2 separate regions of the Mus musculus genome follow, and region 1 is linked to region 2. A link is a contact called in public promoter capture Hi-C data. All regions are on one chromosome and are shown on one strand. Each heading gives the region's core, a stretch centred on a gene start, on an enhancer-like site or on the middle of the called end of the contact. The rest is flanking DNA. Distances are from core to core; before and after follow the strand shown. Region 1 overlaps Gm20758 (predicted gene, 20758). Region 2 holds the start of Bbs10 (Bardet-Biedl syndrome 10 (human)).

Evidence for each region. Promoter capture Hi-C pulls out the DNA fragments that hold promoters and counts their contacts.
Region 1: a promoter capture Hi-C map of pre-B cells shows a contact between it and region 2, with 2.4 times the contacts expected there. The contact joins the enhancer-like site here to the promoter of Bbs10 in region 2. A contact is called at or near these places in 6 of 39 promoter capture datasets (the C10 cell line, hippocampal neurons, liver and 3 more), 2 of 115 datasets of contacts at active chromatin or transcription factors (embryonic stem cells and large pre-B cells) and 2 of 9 other capture datasets (liver and macrophages).

What each region holds. Positions count from the first base shown.
Region 1 is chr10:111,865,122-111,869,019 of GRCm38.p6, reverse strand. All of the region lies in intron 2 of Gm20758 (predicted gene, 20758), which reads left to right. Among named protein-coding and RNA genes, the nearest start is that of Gm20758, 7.3 kb to the left of the region's middle. Within about 2 kb of position 1,704, at least 33 of the 459 cell types and tissues checked have an H3K27ac peak or open chromatin away from gene starts, as enhancers often do. A contact at or near this core is called in embryonic stem cells, neural stem cells and pre-B cells, where this site is marked.
Region 2 is chr10:111,296,425-111,300,462 of GRCm38.p6, reverse strand. It overlaps Bbs10 (Bardet-Biedl syndrome 10 (human)), which reads right to left and starts at 1,784. Exons shown (of 2, transcript NM_027914.1): 1 at 1,556-1,784; 2 at 1-1,250. The coding sequence starts at 1,740. Osbpl8 (oxysterol binding protein-like 8) reads right to left here. Exons shown (of 24, transcript NM_175489.3): 24 at 3,216-4,038.

The sequences.
Region 1 (3,898 bases), core at 455-2,954, 570 kb before region 2:
ATTTAGGCACAGGCACACACAAACAGAGAGAGAGAGAGAGAAAGAGAGAAAGAGAGAGTGTGACTGCTTCTGTCAAGGGCTCACAAAAGAGCCAGGATTGCTGAATACATGCTTAGAGAAGAATAGGAGTTCAAACCAAATAGCCAGAATCAGCACCAAAATGACACCGAGGAATGGCCTGGTCAGAGCAATGATGCTTTGGCCCTGCCCTTTATGACCACCAGATACCCTGCTGATGCTGAGTGATACATACACACACACACACATCACCAGCCTGAACACTTACTGTTCTTGCTTCTTTGTTTCCCCTTCTCAAGCAAGGATCTGAGCCATATGTTCACAACCTTTAGCTCTGTTCAGAGAAGAAGAGGCCTCATCTCTTCACGGTCCCCTATCTTAACAGCACCATCCACGCTATTAAGTCCCTGAATTTGTGGAAGAACATGTTCAAGCCCACGGGAGCTCCCTGGACTTCTTGCTATGGGCTCTAGACTCTCATGGTCTTGTCTGCTCATCTTGTTATCCTACATAATTTAGAAATAAAAATCTTGCATCTTCTGGGTCCTTCTGAGGATCTCCCATTTTCTCTTGGTTTCATGATTCATATGGAAAAGATTGACAGCTTAACTACTCAGTATGGGCCTCCATTCATAGAATTGGAGAGACGACTGCTGAACTGGGAGAGAAGAGAGATGCTCTTTAGACTAATAAACTAGTCTACATTTTCCTCTTAAATATCATGTTGGTTATATCCTACTTATTACTTTATAATATCTCTGCAGGAAAATCAAGTTTTCCTGCACCTAATATATCTATACTATTATAGATGTAATATATCTATACTATCTATATGTATTATTTCAGTCATCGTAAAAATCGTAGGTCTTAGAGTTTTGATTGATCCTAGCTATTTAACACACAGGATGTTCCACATATATTTATTCTGGGCAAAGTTATTCTTATACTATTTTAGTACCTTTGTCGTCTACAGTCTAAGAATCAGAGGCCTTTTCATCAGTCTGTGAGGGTTTAAAATTAGCCCTCCTTCTGATTTGCTAGCAAGGTAAACCGTTGACAAACCATGACATATGAAGAATAAACATGGGTTGTGGTTTGGGACACAAGAGAATCACAGTGGGAAGATTGTTTTTAAAGGCTCAGCTCATCGGGGAATAGAAAGAAGAAAGAAGAGAGACTGCCTGCACCAGGCTAGAAGCCATTCTTTGTGTTCTGCTTCCTGGCAGAACAACAGCAGAGGTGCGGCAGCTTCTGTTGCTCCCTGGGGAACTGACAGAACAAAGAAGTCAACACTCTTTGGTTTCCGAGAGAGACATTTAAGCAAGAATCGCCTGTCTTTCCTCTTTGTTTCTTCTTCTTCCTTTATTATTGAATCCAAAAGACACTTCGAGGGTTGAAATCCTTTTCAAAATTAGTTTAAGTCTGGGGCAAGAGTTCGGTATTTTAGTGGAAATTGCAGCAGGCTTATTTTGGTTCTTTTCATCAAGTCCTCTAATTTGACATTCGGTTGTTAATTCTTGAGTCAGTTTTTACTTTTTTTCCCCCACCAAGCTACAGTTAAAACTTAGCATCTCCAATTTTCTCTAAAATGCTTGGCAGCACTGTGGGTACAGCTCTAGGTAACGCCCGATGTAAATGACTTCCCTGTCTAACCTGACGCCTGTCAAGGGTTAATGAGAGGATGCCAGCCTCTGCTTTGCAGAGTGCCTGTGGTTACTCCTCTAAAATGTAGTCACTGACATTCTAATCCCCAGGGTGATGGAATAAAGGGGCAGGGGCTTGGAGAATAAATAGAGCACGAAAACAGAGTTCCTCAGGCTGGAGAGATGGCTCAGCAGTTAAGAGCGTTGACTGCTCTTCCAGAGGTCCTAAGTTCAATTCCCAGCATCCACATGATAGCTCACAACCATCTGTAATGAGGTCCCATGCACTCTTCTGTTGTGTCTGAAGACAGCTGCACTGTACTCATATAAAAAAAAATAAATCTTTAAAAAAAAAGAAAGAAAGGAAAAGAAATTGGAATTCCTAGGAAAGAGACTAGTGCCCTTATTTTTAAAATAAAATAATATAAAATAAAATCCAAGTCTTGGGCCAAGAGACAGTGGTAGATTACTCCATTAACATGTGCAAAACACTAGGTTCGAATTCTAGCATCAGAAAGAAGAAGACAAGACAAGGTTTTGCAAATAATAATAATAATAATAGACCCAATGAAAAGATCTCTTCCCACCTCTGCCATACCGGAACCCAGAAAGAAGGTACCAACTAAGAATCAATAAGCAACTGCTTGCCAAATCTTCCCAAGCTTTTGATTTTAGACTTCAGTACCTAGAACTAAGAAAATTTAACTTCTATTTTCTATAAACTGCCTAGCCTGTGGTCTATTTTTTTTACTAGCATGCCCAACAGACTAAGACTTACCTAGGATTTACCATGGGTAACAGTAGATGAGACTTCTTAAGACTCAAAGATTAAGAATACTGTCATAACCGAGTAATGCCAGCACTTGGGAAGCAGAGACAGGCAGATCTCGGAGTCTGAGGACAGCCTGGCCTATATATTGGGTTCTGGGACAACCAGAGCTACATAATGAAACCTTGTCTTGGAAAAAAAAAAAAAAGAATATTGTCACACCCCACATTACTTGGTTGTTGGGTTGCGCTTGTCTGCGAGTGTTAGGGGTGTAGCCTACTTAAGCTCCCCTAGATCTTATAGAAGTCCTCCAGTTTTGGCTTCCTGAATTCTGGGACTAAAAGCATGAGTTACCATGTACCCTGATTCAGGCTGTATTTGAACTTAGGAACAAAGCCAGCTGGACCCACAAGTGAGAAAGAATTTGAGATCTTCCAGTGAGTGGCTAAACTCATACTAGACTGACTGCTCAGTCCCAACTGCCTTTTAAGACAGCGTCCACTGCGGCCCTGTTCCATCATGGATACACTGTTCCAGATGAGAGTAACTGCTCTCTCTCTCTTTATCTTTCTCTGTCCTTCTCCCTCTCCCCTTCCTCCTTCCTCTCCCCTCTCTTCTTCCCTCCTACTTCCCTCTCCTTCTCTTCCCCTCTCCTCCTTCCCCTCCCCCTCCTCTCTCTCTCCCCCTCCCCCTTCCCCTCCCCCTCCTCTCTCTCTTCCCCTCCCCCTTCCTCTCCCCTCGACTCCCCTCTCCCTCTCTCTTCCCCCTCCATCTCCTCCCCTCCCCTCCCATACCCTTTCAAATCCTTGACTTGTGTTTCTTCTTGTCAGCAGCAGGGCTCAGACGTAGATGAATCACCAGGAGAGATTAGAATCTTCCTTGGCAGATTTTGCTAATTAGATTCGCATATTCCCTTGTCTCTAAAAATCCACTCAGCCTGTACTGGATGCTCTTGACCCTTGAAGTTTTAATATTTTAGTCTCACAGATTTGCTGCTTTTAGTATCTTCCTAGGGCACTTTTCCCCTTCTATTGTGAATTTTTCCCATCCCTCCACCCTTACTCCATGAGTCACAGACTGAGTGCTTCCGAGATCCGAGAGATGATACAGATACTCAAAACAGGTGTTAGGAGAGGATAACCACACGGCTCTCTTATTTTTAGATTCCCATCATATGCTCAGTAACAAAATATTTTTCACCAACACACACACACACACACAGGTCCAGGCTTAAATGGCTGCCGATATTCCGTGTCGAGGAGGTAAAGAATGGCTGAACCCATGGAGAAGCAGGAGCAACTGCTTCTTGGCTCTGTCAGCTCCAGCCAATGGATACTACTCGTATTAGCAGAGATTTACCATTTCTCAAAACAACAGGAAAGTTCAGACTTTCAAAACTAAAGTTTTGTTTAAGCCACATATCTACATGTTAACAATAGGCTGGCAAGATTGCATTTGTCTATGCCAA
Region 2 (4,038 bases), core at 535-3,034:
ATACTTCTAAATGTGTTTGAGTTTCCAATTTATTTTTGCTCTTTGCTACTATGTCCTGATACTTATCAGTTTCTGGTGAGTGATTACGCTCTCTGCTATTGTCATAAGCAAGAGGACTTGGGTTACATTGCTGTTTGGTTTGTATGATGTAATTTAGATCAAGGTCAGTAAATAGCTGCCGAAGCATCTTAAATGCTCCGTGAAAAGCTCTCTCATGCTGTTCAACAAGACCCAGAACCGGTCCACAGAGGACCATAGAGTGAGGTATAAATGCACATGTGCTAATCAAGCCGAGATGAACATACCTCTTGGATCTAAGGATGAGGGGCTTGCAAAACTTCACCAAAGTACTATCAGAAATTTCACACTGTGAAGCAACCTCTGGTAGGACACAAGGAGAAAGACCAGTGATCCTCTGGACAAGGGAAACTTCTTCGGCTGATAAACACTCCACCACTGATATGCTATTAAGTCTTGCACAGTAAATAACCAGGTCTGGTTGCTTCACACTGGTCAGGAGCAGTTTTACATTCTGACCACGCAAGTGGTTCATTACTGTTTTTGTCCTGTCCGTGATCCAGCACTGAGATGCCTGAAACTGTGTTTCTGAATTGAGAACAAACTCCGAGCCAGCCGATGAAAACTGAGGCTGGAGGATTTCTGTTACTATCACCATCCTAATGTCACCATCTGCTGGGCAGTACATAGAAAAGTCCCTGGGAAGCACAAGGCCATCTATGATTCTAGAATCTGAAACAGGAAGGCCTGTCACGCCAACATTCAACTCTGCAAAACAGTGATCCAACAACTCAAATACTTCAACCCCACTTTCACAAGCCATACACTTGAAAACGTAGTCACACATCAACTGTGAAATGAATCTGTGATTGTTTCTTCCCACTCTTCCACAAAAGTATGCTTCCAGGAGCAACTCTAGCGAGTGCCTGCACAGTTTTCTTCCTTCAGTGGATGAAGAAAAGACAGACAGGTAGTGCCTGCTTAAACTCCGGTCTACAATACAACCTAGGGTTTGTGTCTGAAACGTTTGCAGAGCCTGGGAAATAGATTTCCACTGACAACAGTTTTTCCAATGCCTTTCATGGCTCTGAATATTTTCAGAAGTGAATGAATCTTTTCCTTTTTCTCCGATTGCATGAAGTCCTCTGAGTAAATGGCAAAGAAAAATAATAAATGTCTTAGCACCATCTCCTGTCTTTTTAAGGTGACTGGAAACACACGCCACTATCATCCTGTATAGGAAGGGAAAAAAATAACTCAGATTTTCTGGGTTAAATCCACATTTTCATAGCTATAAGGCACACAGATTGTCCTTTTGACATATAGGCTTTGCTTTACTTTTCCTTTAACTACTTCATTCAGGGATGGGGAAAGAGTAAGAAGTGTTCTGTGCACGTGATGAGGTTTGGGGCTCGGGACTAGTAGTTTGGGCAGCTCTCTGATGTCTACACTGGTTTTATCCAGGTCCACGGCCTCAGGATGGGATGGGAGATTGAGGGAGATGCGCGCCTAGTGGAGGGCAGGAGAAGTGAGGTACCTGGCTAAGGGATGCTCTAAGTGCAGCGCCTCCAGGAGGCAGCCTCCATCCCTGCTAAGCAGCACCTCGCCGGTGGGCTTCGTACACAACACTTGGCCGCCCTCGGGCCCCACGCAGCGGTTCGCGATGCTCTCCAGCACCTCGGCCACCCGCAAAGCCGCCGTCACCGACCCCTGGGACGCCATGGGTAAGGAACCACGGGTAACGCTTCCGTTAGGTCAGGCCCGCAGAAGGGCGGAAACGGAAGAGGCGGGGAAAACGGCGGAAGAGCAGTAGCTTTGGCATCGATTGGCGGAAGAGCTCTATGCCCCTCGGTGGGGTGGAGCCCCGCCAGCGGTGGGCGGAGACTCGAGTGGTCCTGGGACGTCCTTACTTTCCTGGTTCACGTCCCGCGGGCCTCCCTGGCCACTGCAACCGCTAGGTCTCTGCAGGGAAGGGCTCGGGCTCGGGGGCGTGATTACCGCCCCATCTCGAGCTTACTTCTCTAGTGCCCCTGCCGTGTAGTTTGCTCTCCTTGCCTTCAAGCAAACGGTTTTAGAATGCAGGGCAGGCGGAGAGAGCTTGGGCATAGCCATTTCTAGGCTCGTGGCTTCCGCTGGGGTGTGCTACCTTGTGTGTGTTCAGGTATGGACGAAACCCCACCTAGTTAAACCACTTGAGCAGAAGTAGATGTTTGCCTTTTATTCACATCGATGATCAATTGTATTTGTCATTTGTACTGTATACCATCCCAAAGCAGAAATGTTTCACCCAGTAAAACACAAAGGCTTTAGGGAGCGCACGAGCGCTGGATTCATAGCTAAAGGGCTTCTTTCAGCCAGAGACCATCTGTCTCTGCTTTCCTCATTTAAAACAAACAAGTTGGTAAAACAAAACAAAACAAACAAAACCAAAAAAACCTTTAAAGTTCCGAGGTGGATAAGTTAGTTTTTGTACTGTTTCTAACTCGAAGTACAGCCAAGTATTTGTCATTTACTCACAAAATTCTCATGGTGGATCATTACCCAGGCTGTCATACCCACAAGAAATGAATGCAGAACAAAGCTGTCAATGTTAGCAGGAAAGTGATCTTGTAGATAGATATTCAATGACGTTTAACACTGACAGCAGTGTCCTTACCCCACACGGGCAAGAGGATTCTGAGGGACAAGTTAGAATGAGGTGAAAGGAAGACAAAATCATGAGTAAAGCCTTCCTGAGGTTTCCTCAATAACTCAGTAGTAAACGACCGGGAGGAGAACAGCATTTCAGTGTCTAATGATACTGCTTCAGTGTTTTTTCTTGGTTGCATTCATCACTGGACATTATCTTTAGACTGAAATAGTGGGATATTTCAAACATTTAAACAGTACAATCAAGTGCACTGTGTAGTCGTGATTCAGGAGGCTTTTACCTGAGAAAGACAGACCGCCTTTATTCTTACTGTGTAGTTTTTGGGGTCATTTAGATATGCTGAGCCTCATCTTTAATGTATAAAATATGTATAAACTCCACTTATTTTAAAAGAATATAAAGTATCAAGTAAAACATATATTAGAGATTGTCAAAATTCCTGTCAAGCCTGTACCCATCTTTTTCACACACACAATAAAAAATAAGAGGATTAATTTAGTACATTATGCATTAATACATTATATCAAGAGTCACTGGATCACAGATTGCTCTTTTAAAAAAGTTTATTTAGAATACCTACTTGTAGAAGTTAACATAATTTTACAGATCATTAGAAAAATTCTTTTCTCTCTGCAAACATGACAGGTTAGGAATAATAGATTAGAAATGTATACATTACAAAACCGCCTGTGACTATCTATACATTTACTATGCACCTTAAGAGAATTCTACAGTGTGCTGTATTTACACTGCAGGTGAGAACACACTTACATCCTATCATACAAAACTGACCAATGCTAGTGCTTGACTTTATAAACCCATTAACTGAAGTACTTAAAATTAAATCTATATTTAACATGCCAAAAGTGGAAATAAATTCAACTGAGGTTCTGTGGCTCATCATTCAAATGGTTCATGACATTTTTTCAAATAAAGATTATCAATATTAGCCGGGTGTGGTGGCACACACCTTTAATCCCAGCACTCGGGAGGCAGAGGCAGGCGGATTTCTGAGTTCAAGGCCAGCCTGGTCTACAGAATGAGTTCCAGGACAGCCAGGGCTACACAGAGAAACCCTGTCTCGAAAAAAACAAAAAACAAAACAAAACAAAAAAAAAAGAACATCAATATTATGATATTAAAATAATTTTATGATAAATAAAGAGGCTGATTTTTCGAAATACTTCATAAAGTATAGTCACATTCATTTTTGTCAAGGTTTTCCTGTGGCTCTCACTAAATATGTTAATCTTATTAATAAGACACTGGTCCTGTACAATGTTAACAGTCCATCTTCAATTAAAAACTGTAACAAAATAGTCCTTTAATTGTAACAAAAATTGGATATACTAAACCCACACAATACATAA